2 separate regions of the Nomascus leucogenys genome follow, and region 2 is linked to region 1. Evidence: chromatin contacts called from public Hi-C data. All regions are on one chromosome and are shown on one strand. Each heading gives the region's core, a stretch centred on a gene start, on an enhancer-like site or on the middle of the called end of the contact. The rest is flanking DNA. Distances are from core to core; before and after follow the strand shown.

What was found. A called contact is a pair of places that touch in the nucleus more often than the background predicts.
Region 2: a contact with region 1 is called in a Hi-C map of a lymphoblastoid cell line, with 2.1 times the contacts expected there. The contact joins the promoter of ST6GALNAC4 here to the promoter of CDK9 in region 1. A contact is called at or near these places in 2 of 4 Hi-C or Micro-C datasets (both in a lymphoblastoid cell line).

What each region holds. Positions count from the first base shown.
Region 1 is chr8:103,920,085-103,922,669 of Asia_NLE_v1, reverse strand. It overlaps CDK9 (cyclin-dependent kinase 9), which reads right to left and starts at 1,289. Exons shown (of 7, transcript XM_030817861.1): 1 at 523-1,289; 2 at 1-61. The coding sequence starts at 962.
Region 2 is chr8:104,056,174-104,058,758 of Asia_NLE_v1, reverse strand. ST6GALNAC4 (alpha-N-acetyl-neuraminyl-2,3-beta-galactosyl-1,3-N-acetyl-galactosaminide alpha-2,6-sialyltransferase) reads left to right here and starts at 1,287. Exons shown (of 6, transcript XM_030817891.1): 1 at 1,287-1,555; 2 at 1,887-1,973. The coding sequence starts at 1,962.

The DNA.
Region 1 (2,585 bases), core at 40-2,539:
CAGTACCTTCTTCAGAGCCACCTTCTGGCCGGTCTTGCGGTGCCTGGCCTTAAACACCTCCCTGCAGGCGGAAAGGGAGACCGGAGAACTCATCAGGCCATTTCCGCAGGGCCCGCCCCTCCCCCACTACAGGAGGAGAGGCGGCAGCAAAGAGATTCCCGGGCGGGGCTGGGCTAGGTACCCAGGGCACGCGGCTACCCGGCCACCCGGCACCCTGTCTCGTTCGGGGCCTTTGCTTCCTTCCCTCAGTCCCTTCTCCTCACTTGGGCGTCCCTTGGAGAAGTCCCGCTCCCCTCACGGGCGCCTCTCTGCAGCCTCTCCCCGCCCCCACCAAGGGCCTCAGGCTCCTCCCCACCAGCCGGCTCCGTCAGGCCGGGGCGGGGTGCGGCGCGGCCTAGAGACCAGCGGGCAAGCCCGGAGACAGACGACTTCTCTGCCAACTCGGGCGGGGCCCCGGGCATCCCGACGTCGGCCCTACGGGTTTAGGCCCAGGGCTCCAGGCCCCGAGGGGCCCAGCCTTACCCGAAGGTGCCTTGGCCGATCTTGGCGAGCTTCTCGTATTTGGAAACTTCATCACAAAAGGGGCACTCCACCGAGTCGTACTGCTTTGCCATGGCCGCCTCCAACGCGCCGCCGCCGCCCCCAGTCGCTGCTGCTGCCGCTCCTGCTCCGGGTCCCGCCGCCGCCGCACTCCAGGCCCCTCCGCGGCCGCGCCACTTCCGCCTCCACGGCCACTTCCGGCCTCGCGGAGCCGACCCCGCCTCTTCCGCCCGCCGCCCGCCGCCAGGCCCCCTGGGACTTGTAGTTCCCGAGAGGCCAGGGGGAGCCGGAGCTGCAGAGGCGCCTCCGCCGCCGCCGCTGCCCCCGCCTCCGCCGCCGCCACTACTGGCGGCGGCCCCGATCGGGGGCGCGGGGAGCCGGGGCGCCGGAGCTGGGGCTCGGGGTGGCGCGTCCCGCTGCATGGGCCCGGGCCGCCGCTGCTGCCGAAGCTGCTGCCGCTCTGGCGCCCGATCCGGGGCCAGCCGCAGTGCCCTGCTCCTCCTCCTCCGACGGCGCCGCCTCCGCCGGGCTGCGCGGGGCGGCGGGCGGGGGGGCGGCCCCCGAGCCGCGGCCTGGGGGCTCCCTGGCCGGACCCGGGCCCGGGGCGGCCGGGCGAGGGGGCGAGACGGAAAGAGCCGACTAGGAGACGGCCCGAGAGCCCGGGAGGGGGCGCGTTATAAAGGGGGAGGTGCCCGGCCTCGCCCTCCTCTCCTCCTCCGCCCGCCCCCGCCCTCCTCCCTCCCACCCTCCGCGGCCGCACCTGCCGCCGCCGCCACCGCCCGCCCGCTGTCCGCCGGCCGCCCTCGTCGCGTCACCGCCCGCGGCCCCTCCTCCGCCTTCGGAGGTGGGGCCCCGCGCTCGGCACCTGGCTGCGGGCGCCCCGCCGCGTGCCTCAGTTTACCCCCACATGCCGGCTGCCGCGGAGAGCCCCTTCCTCTCCGGCTCGGAGTGCCCCCCCCCCAACAGGCGAAGGCGGGAGGCGCGGAGGGAGCGTCCTGCGGCCCTAGGAGGAGAGAACGGCCCCCGCCTCCGCCTCCCCAGGTCCCCGCCACCCTCCGTTGACATGGCAACCGACGGCCGCCAGGGGGCGCGGCGGCACTGGAGGCGACGAGCAAGCAACGCCCGGGCCTTCTATCGCTGGGGCCTGGCTCTCCGGGAGGCAGGGATGGGACCCGCAGGACTCCCGCCTCCAGTGAGTCGTGCCAGAGCTGGTCGGGCCCCGGGTCAGTAATCGCAAAAAACAGCTACCATTTTCTCAGCACTCTTGTGTACTCAGGAAGTGCTGGGCGTTCCCGCCGAATCCTGAATCAACAGCCCATAGGATCACTAACCCATTTTGCAGAAGAGGACGTTGAGGCTCAGAAGTGAGGTCATTTGCCCAAGGTCACACGGCGACAAAGCTGGGACCCGAACCTGGATGTCTGAATGAAGGGGATTCTCTTGACTCACGCTATTCGCGGTTGGGCCAGGAGGATAGCAGTGGGGAGGCCTGCTGTCCTTATGCAGGCGCGAGCTCACCGTTCACCGCCCCCCATCTCCCTCCCCCATCGCGCCCATCCCTTCCCTCGCATCTTTCTGGCTCCAGCGGCCCCCAGATTCTCCCTCCAGCTCTGCCCAAGGACAGCCTCCAGCAAAGCCGTCTTTTCTGCCTCCTCTGCCCCGCTTCAATCTGCCCCCTCCTCTCCAGCCCTCTGCGGGTGGATCCTGAGACCTAGCCCCCCAGTCGGGCCTCTCTGTCCCCCAAGAACCTGAATGTGACATTGGAGGCTCTTTCCAGTTCACACCCCACCCCCCAGGCTGTGGCCATGCAAATCTCTCTACTGTCTCCCCAAGCCTTCCTGCGTTCAGGGTTCAGGGCGGTGCTCCCCTGATCCCACACTCCCCCAGACTCTCGGTACCCTCTCTTCCTGCAAGAAGCCATTGGGGTGGGCGCGGTGGCTCACGCCTGTAATCCCAGCACTTTGGGAGGCCAAGGCAGGCGGATCACAAGGTCAGAAGTTCGAGCCAGCCTGGCCAATATGTTGAAACCCCGTCTCTACTAAAAA
Region 2 (2,585 bases), core at 38-2,537, 140 kb before region 1:
TAGACTGGGAAGGTTGCTGAGCTGGGGACAGATACCCTGGCATCCTGCCCAGGCCTGAGCCTCTGAGAAAAAGGAAAAAAGAGTTTGAAATGGACACCAGGGCAGGAGCCCAAGCGGGTTCCCAGGCCAGCGCCCTGCAGAGGAGGTGGGTGTGGTGGGGATGGTGAAATGATCTTTCTGGCCAATGCAACATTTTGCACAAAAAATCATAAACAAGGGCCCGGCGTGGTGGCTCACGCCTGTAATCCTAGCACTTTGGGAGGCCGAGGCAGGCAGGTCACTTGAGGTCAGGGGTTCGATATCAGCCTGGCCAACATGGTGAAACCCTGTCTCTACTAAAAATACAAAAGTTAGCTGGAAATTGCTTGAACCCAGGAGGCGGAGGTTGCAGTGAGCCAGGATGGTGCCACTGCACTCCAGCCTGGGCAACAGAGAGAGACTCTGTCTCCAAAAAAAAAAAATCCTAGACGGGAAGTGTGCCCTCTTACTTCCCCATAGGCCCACCTCTGCTACTGTCCCAGTGCTTTCTGCCACCAGCCTGGTGCTTGAAGGCAGTTGCCTCTGAGATCCCAAGGGACCCCATTACTGCGGCATCTGCCTGGGGCCTGGGCTACCTTGACTTGGATTTGGAGGACATTCCAGCAAGGGAGCCTTTGAGAGGTAAGAGTAGGTGGTCACAGCCCCGGGTCTGGAGTGAAACTTCCTGGGTTCGAATCCTGACTGTGACAGGAGCTGCCTCTACACGTGTGTCTCAGAGGAGAAAAACGGGCTCAGGTGACTGTCACACTGACATAATCATAATAAAGTAATCATATTGAAAATAACTCATGTATTCGTTGTTTATCTGAATTTCCAGTGTCACTGGGCGTTCTGTATCTTACTTGATAAATCCAGCAACCCTACCAGTTGAAACGTGGGCTGCCTGACCCGAAGCCCCGCTTAACTTCCCTCCCCAACCACCATTTCAGAAATGGAGACACTCAAGTCCGGACAACCAGGCCGCCACTGCCCGGTGGCCCCCGACACCCTCTAGGTCTCTTTCCCCTGCGGCCCGACAGCCTCGCCCAGGCAAGAGCCTGCTGGAAATTCGGGAGGACGGAAAACGGAGATGCTGGTACTCAGACTCCGCCCCGGCTCTGAAGCCCCGCCCCCGGCCCTGAGGCTCCGCCCCTAGCTGGAGGCCTCGCCGCCAGCCATTCACATCCCGCCCCGTCCCGGCCGAGCAGAGCCCTCCCCAGGTCGCGCAGGCCGCGCTCGTAGGATCCGCCTGCGGCGCGCAGGCCCCGCCCCCGGCGCGCGAGTCTCCGCCCCACCTCGCCGGCCCCGGCCCCGGCCCCGCCCCCTGCCTCTGGCCGCGCGGATCCGCTTCCAGACCAGTCGGCCCGGCCCGGGGGCCATGGAGCTCCGAGCAGCGGATCGCGAGCCTCCTGCGAACCCCAGGCTGCACGCCCGGTTAGCACTCGGCCGGGAGATGCGGCAGTGGAATCTGGAAGGGCGGTGAAAAACCCACGTCCTGCCCTCCCCCGGCCTCTCCATTCGTCCCCCGGGTAGAGAGGTAGGATGGATGGGGTGGAATTCCGGGCTTCTAGCTCTCTCCGCCCCAGACCTGATTGGTGACCTTGAGCTGGGGGCGCCCCCTCGCTGCCTCTTCCTCCCCATCTGCGCACTGGGAATTGGGTTGGCAGGAGGTCTCTCAAAGGTCGCTGATTCCTGCTCCTTTAGGATGGGGACATTGCCTTCCGGTGTTTGGAGACGTCAAGGGGTTGGATTCCCGGGTGCCATGTGCTTTCACCCCAGCCTGTACCCTCTCCTGCCTCAGTTTTCCCTATAGCCTAGAACCCCACCTGCCTTACCCCTCCCGGCTCTGAGTTTCTGGGTCTTGGCAGGTGCCCGGCTCCCACCCCTTCCCAGCCCCAGCCCTGGAGACAGCAGCCCCTAGACTACTGAGGGACAGCGACAGCATGAAGGCTCCGGTAAGTGGTGGAAGAAGGAGGACTTCCAGGGAACGCAGAGGCCCCAACCGGCGGAGCAGCTCAGCAACCTCTCCACCCCAGGACTCACTGCCACTTCTGACCTCCCTGCTGCCGAGCAGAGAAGGGCAGAATGGCCTCAAAGTCCAGCCCTGTTCTTGCAGACCGTGTGGCCCCAGGCGGGTGGCATCCACTCTGCGGTGTCAGTACCTTGCTATCCCTGTAAAACAGAGGTAACACTACAAGCTCACCAGGCAAAGCCTACCTGGGACTGGGGGTGTGAAAGTTCAGTTCAGCCGCTCTTGTCTTTACCGCAGAAGCCCCGGGCTGTGGGAGAGAGAGCTGGATGTGGGGGGCAGTTCATCTTGACTGCCTGAGTCAAGGTCTCTGGTTCCTCATGGGCAGGGGAGCAGGTGCCAGGCAGAACTCCCTCCCCTGCACAGCTGGCCACACAGAAAAGACTTATTTTTAGAAGCTGATGTAGCTTGCGGGCAGAAAATGGTGGGCCTCGGGCAGGATGCGCTGGGGCGGGTGGGGTGATGGGGTAGGGGGTGGGGGCCACTTTCCCACTTCTGATTTTTGGAGAGCACCAGCCAACTGCTCGGTGGCTTCTGA